Linked DNA regions of Canis lupus: region 2 is linked to region 1. A link is a contact called in public Hi-C data. All regions are on one chromosome and are shown on one strand. The core of a region is the stretch at or near the end of the contact, and the rest is flanking DNA. Distances in the headings are between cores, read along the strand shown.

Region 1 (3,076 bases), core at 252-2,751:
ACTGAAAAGTGTATTATTGATACAAGTCCCTAGAGGTCACTCTAATAATTTAAATATATTTGTGTACCAAATCAAGCTGTAAAGCTCTTTAACAGTACTCTAAAATTTCACATAGATGAAACTATTGCTATATATTCCGAAAATATTTTAGAACTATAATATCTGATTATAATATATTCTTCAAATTTAAAAGGACAACAAACAGGGCAAAGTATTTAATTTACTCATGACAAAAAGTTCTATGCACAAGACAGTGTCACACTGCCATGAAAGCAGTGTACTCAGGAGAACCAAGGTGACAGAAAATGAACAACGAGACAGCATCTCAATACTGTGCTGGAAAATCTGCACCTGCAACAAGGTTCCTAAGTCATCCTCACTGCAACAGCAGGAAGGGATGAGGGGTGTGCAATTTGTAAGCAGAGCCCCTATCCCTCAGGAAGACTAGGGACCCAATGAGGCCAAGAAAGCAGGTGCCTCTTACTCTATAATCATAGGTGGCATCTGGGTTCTCATCACAGGCAATAACCTCAGGAGCCATCCAGTAGGGGGTGCCTATGAACGTATTTCTCCTCCCAACGGTCCGGTCAAGCTGAGCACTCACGCCGAAATCAACTGTGGGAGGAAGAAAAAGGAAGGGGTAGAACATAATTAACAAACCACAAGATGAAGAAATGTGAGGAGGAGGTATCTGCAGTATAAACTCAAGGAGTAATAAGACTTCATGGACATGCAAACACCTTAAGATCACCAGCATCAATAAGGAGAACAGTCTCCAGAGCAAAGCTGCCCAAATGACAAAATCTTCTACCAGTTTGCCAGCTCCTAGGAGGCCTGGATCCAGCCACTTCCCGGAGTTGCAATGACAGTGACCTCCAGAGGGACTTTTAGACTAATTAGGATATTCAGTGCTTGTAGGAAACATACCTGCCACAAATTAGGATCAAGTCATAGAAAGCTCCAAGTTCAGGAGAACTGACTAACACCCATGTGACTTGGCTTCTTAAGCAGCACTAACCACAAAAAGAGAAGAAACCCACAAAGGTTTTCTGGAAAGTACACAGTAATGAATTCAATAAAAAGAATCTAGCTAAACTACAAATATACTAAGACATTCTTCTCAAAGTACCTGGGACTTCTGATTTTTCAGAGTGACCCCCACATCCCACTCAGCTGAATGATGATGGTGGTCTAGAGGAAAGTTCAAGGATGGGAGACAGAGCTAGCAAGAAGATTATGGTCCCTAAAGGAATGTTTGCCCACGACATCACTATGCACACTGCTATTACCCGTAGGACTGCATGAGGGGAAGCTCCTGCCAAAGGGCCTATGGAGGGCTGAGATCACTCACAGGGGTTGGGTAACAGATTCAACTTCTGTAGGCAAAACATGCTCAGGAAACCACCTGACCAGGAGGTAGACTCACATGTTCTGACACAGACACATATGGGCCAGGCAGTACGTGCCATTTGTAGTAACTCAGACAGTAGTCACGAGTGATCAAGTGATTACAGAAGAATTATCACAGTCCTAGCACCAGGGGGCCAGTGCAGGAAACAAACACAGCTTACAGAGTCACCGAGAATGACAACAATTCAAGTGCCTCCCATTTAAGCTTTGAGGGGATTTCCCAAATCAGCACACTCTTCCTCCACAGATGGTCAATAAATGGAGGTACTAGGCAAGAAGGCAATAATGAAGATTTCGTTTTTAAGGTTTAACTACTGCGCCTAGGATTTTTGAAAGATGGACTAGAGTCTCATAAGCGTAAAGAATTTTTTTGTGTGATACCTTAGTGGAAGAAAACTTAAGGCTAATTGTTTAAAAATTTGACAGAAACATTATATAAAAGTGGGATTAAAAAAAGTTCAAATCTGGGTAAAGGAAACAGGAAATAGAGAAGATCCATTATAAAATCACCTCCAGGAAGATACCTTGGACTCCATCCATCTATGCATAAATTTACTGAGTATCTAAGTATATTTAAGGCACTAAGCTAGATGTCAGATAAGAATGCTCTTGTAAATAAAACATCATAAGTTGCTATACTTCCAGAATTTATATTCCAGTACGTAAGTCAGAAATATAAGTAAACAAATAGCTGTATAATTATAAACTGTGATCAGGATTAATGAGGAAACAAACAGCGTATCAGAGGGTCAGGGAAAGACTCTGAAAGGAGGAAAAAATCACAACTTCCAAACTGCCCCCAATGGGGAACAGTATGTGCAAAGAACCGTGTGGGACATTGCAAGGAAATTAAAAAAAAAAAAAAAAAATGAGTGAACTGGAGAAGAGAGAGGTGAGGATGGTCGCAAAACAGAGCAAGAAAATAGTAGGGACTATGTCTTTTTATGGGTCATGGTTAAAAAAATGTATATTTTATTACAGTTGAAACAGGAAGCCACTAATGGTCTTTAAGGAAGAAAGTGCCGTGATCTGATTCAAACATTATTCAGTCTATTATATGGAGAGCAAAGCACAGGGGACAACCCTAGTAGAAAGGGAGGCTGGAGCCAGACAAGGCATAAGCCTAATTCCCAGAACAGAAAGAGAAAATGTGGCTAATAGACTGAACTTTTAGCTAAATGCCAACAAGGTTGGGAGTGCTGCTGGTATGTACTAGGGGCAACTATTAGATCATGTGGCACATGCATCACATACCAAGCTTCACCTCTGCATTCTCGGTCAGCAACACATTCTGGCCCTTGATGTCTCGGTGAATCACGTGATGGATGTGAAGATGTGCCAGTCCCTGAAGAGAAGAGACAGATCTGAATTTTATTCCTTGTTGTCGCAAATAAAGAGCCTGGAACACACTTTTGATAACAAAGTGGACATACAGAACTAAGGTTTAATGAACCCCATTTAGAACATACTACAATTCAATTTTAGTACATTTTCAGGAAGATATCACCGATAGTACCACACAGAAAGAAGTATCCACTCCCAGGTTCCAACAGGTTAGGTCCCCCGTGTGAGCAACATGACCAGTTTCTAGCCACTCCTTGAAGACACACACTAGATTACCATCTGCAGTTTCTCTGCTGTAATTTGTGCTATTTGTGTACAGGGT
Region 2 (3,076 bases), core at 379-2,878, 120 kb after region 1:
AAACCTTTAGTAATAAGGAATAAATCAGGACAGGGGAAATCTAACATTCTGTTTCAAATTTTCAAGGCCTGTGCCTCCATTACCTACAGCTCTTTCAAGAAGCTCTACAATGTGCACTGAACAAAACGAACCGCACTGTTAGTCACATCAGGTGTCAGCTACTCAGAGGAGACTCATAGTCTCCAGATTTGTTAGTTTCACTTGGGGGGTGGGGGGGGGGGGGAGTCGGGGTTAAACAAAAAAAAGAGAGAGAGAGAGAGAAGGGCCTGGGGTGGGTGTGAAATCCGGGCATCCTCTTGAGCTCTCCCTCATCTCTGTTTCAATTACACACCTGTCAAACAGGTTATTCCTGGAATTCAGATTTTATAATCCTCATGCTGTAATCCTTCCTGCTCCTGGTGCCCGAACACACACCCCTCTCTGCTTCCCCAAAATATGTATGTATGCATCCGTAGAACGTAGGAGAGAGAGTTAAGAAGCAAGCAGTCCCAGGTAACACCGAACTCCTCACCTTGAGCACTTGGCAAACATCAAAACGAGGCAACATGATGACAATTTTCAAGAAGGCCAAGGCAGTGGTTTAAGATAATCATAGGCCAGGCCTGCCTATACTGAATTTTAATTAACACACACAAACTCAAGAGGGCCGGAACTGGGGAAAACGAAAAGAATTAAAGTTGCCTTGACGGGGAGAAGAAGAAAAAAAAAAAAAAAAATGTTTTCCCATCTTACTGGAGAAAAGTGCATGCCTAAGAGTGTAGCTTATTTCCTTATCTCAAAGCCAGGAAATGAGTGAGGTCCTTTCAGGCCAGCCTGAATATAAACTCTTGTTTAAAAACAAGAGGGACTGCAGGGCGAAACCCCTTTCCCCACTTCGGCCGAGCGGCGTGGCCTGCAGTCGGCGGCGTGTTTACCAGCCGTCTGCTCGTTCCCCCAACCAGAAGTTTCAACGTGCCACGGGAAACAAAGACGGAGGCTCGCACCGACCTTATAGACTTGTCCGTAGGTGCCATTTCCAACCACTTCCACCAGCTCAAAAATCCCAGCAGGATCCTGGTGAAGAGGAGGGGAGGGGTGAGAATTTTAAAAGCAGCACAACAATGAATAAATAGAGCGGGGCGGCGGGAGAGAACGGGCGACGGCACACCCGGCGGGCTTGGCCCCGCGCGGTCCCCCAGCGCCCGAGGGCCGCGCCCGGGGCGCGGGGGGCGCGGGGGCCGCGGGGGCCGCGGAGGGTCGCGGAGGGTCGCGCCCCGCCGCCCCGCACTCGCCGACGCAGGCAGACAAAGGGGCCGCCGCGCCCGCGGCTGTGCCGGCCGCTGCGCCCGAGAGCCCGAGCGCCCGAGCGCCCGAGCGCCCGGCGGGCAGGGCGCGGCCCCTGCTCCCCGCTCCCCGCTCCCGGCGCGCCCGTGGGGGGCTCGTCGTGGCCACTCACCCGCAGGGAGGAGAGGTCGATGTCCACCAGACTTTTTGCAGGGGAGTCGTTCGCCATTTTCCCTTTTTGCCACCAGACGAAACAGTACCAGTAGATCTCTCCGCCTGCCTATCTCTTCCCGCCGCAGGCCAGGCCGCCGACGGCGCCTCCTCGCTCGGGAGCGGGCGGCCGGACTCCGCCCGGAGAGGCCGCGGGCAGCGGCGGCGGCGGCGGCGGCGGCGGGCTGGCGGCTGTCGGCCGGCCCGGGCCGCGCGCGGAGGGCGGACGGAGCGTGCGCGGGGCGGCGGCGGCGCTCACACCATGGCGCGGGGCGGCCGTCAGGCCCCCGGGCGTCGCCCGCGCCTCAGGCCCCGCGCCCGCGCCCCGCGCCGCGCGCCTGGAGGACGGGCCCGGAGCGTGGGGCCGCGGCGCCGCCGAGAGTTGAGCGAGTGAGCGCGAGGCAGCGAGACAAAGATAACCCGGGGGGCGGGGGCGGGGGCGGGGGCGGGGGCGGGGAGGGGGGCGGGGAGGGAGGGGGCGGCGGCGCGGGAGGAGGAGAAACGGGACACCGAAAATATATTCTGAGGAGGGAGAACGCGGCTCCCCCGCGCCCTCCCCGGCAGGAAAAGCGAGCGGAAACGCTCCCAGCCCGAGCCCCGCCGGGGAGGGCGCGGGGCGAGCCGCCCGCGCGGCGTGAATATTCAGCAGGGGTGCGGCCCGAACAATGGCCGGCCGGCGGGCGGCGCGCACCGCGGCCGGGGCGGGGAGGAGGCGCCCCGGGACTCCCCCCGAGGTGCCGGCGCCGAGGAAACGCCCCATCTCGCGCTAACAATACACGGAGCCGCAGGGACGCGGCCCCCGGCCGCAGACGCGCGGAGGCGCACCGGCCCCGGCGTCGCGGGGGCGCGAAGGGGGGTCGCCCCGGGCCCCCTGCCCCTGCCCCTTCCCCTTCCCCTCCCCTCCCCTCCCCCACCTCCGGATGGGTTCTCTACCCCCCCCCCCCGACCCTCATTTCCGGTTTCCTCACACGGTTCTCGTTTCCTATCTTGCAGGCGACGTTTGTGACAGGCGTGTAGGTGCGGCGTCCCCTGAGCATCACCTGGCCGCGGGTCCCGAGGCTCTCCGTGGGAACCGAGCCCAGAACAGCCCCTCTGAGCGCCTGGCACTGCCTTCCTTACCGCGCTCGGGAGGTGAGCCCTGTGGGGGGGGCCCCAAGTGCTAACCCCCGTTTTGTGCCTACAGATCATTAAGGATCGATATAAACAGGCTTCAGCCAGCAACTTCGGAAGCTCGTCGGTAGGTGGGCAGTTTGATCCTGTTAAATAGGGATGAATATATTGTGTGTGCACCACCCATCATTTTTATCACATCGCTCCACAAAAAACTTTGAACGGCTCCCTGTTACCTCGCGGCAGGTTCTTTCTCCAACCTGCGTGCGTCAGAATCACCGGGAGGGATTGTAAAAGCGCCGGTGGCTGACCCCCCACCTCCGGAGTCCAGCAGGTCTGGGAGAGTAGGCCCGAGAGTATGCATTTCTCACAAGCTGTCGGATGATGCAAATATTGCTGTTACAGGGATCACACTTGGAGAACAAGGGCCCTCCTTACAGGATGAAAATCTAAGGCCCTTCACAACTGGGCTTCACAGACACCAGCGTCGTCA

Evidence for each region. A called contact is a pair of places that touch in the nucleus more often than the background predicts.
Region 2: a Hi-C map of blood shows a contact between it and region 1, with 2.9 times the contacts expected there. The contact joins the promoter of MAP4K4 here to the enhancer-like site in region 1. A contact is called at or near these places in 3 of 9 Hi-C or Micro-C datasets (amygdala, blood and liver).

The regions. Positions count from the first base shown.
Region 1 is chr10:42,205,575-42,208,650 of UU_Cfam_GSD_1.0, forward strand. MAP4K4 (mitogen-activated protein kinase kinase kinase kinase 4) reads right to left here. Exons shown (of 32, transcript XM_038550934.1): 6 at 2,665-2,755; 7 at 485-615. Among named protein-coding and RNA genes, the nearest start is that of MAP4K4, 120 kb to the right of the region's middle. Within about 2 kb of position 1,502, at least 4 of the 20 cell types and tissues checked have an H3K27ac peak or open chromatin away from gene starts, as enhancers often do. A contact at or near this core is called in blood, where this site is marked.
Region 2 is chr10:42,330,192-42,333,267 of UU_Cfam_GSD_1.0, forward strand. It overlaps MAP4K4 (mitogen-activated protein kinase kinase kinase kinase 4), which reads right to left and starts at 1,629. Exons shown (of 32, transcript XM_038550934.1): 1 at 1,436-1,629; 2 at 988-1,053. The coding sequence starts at 1,492.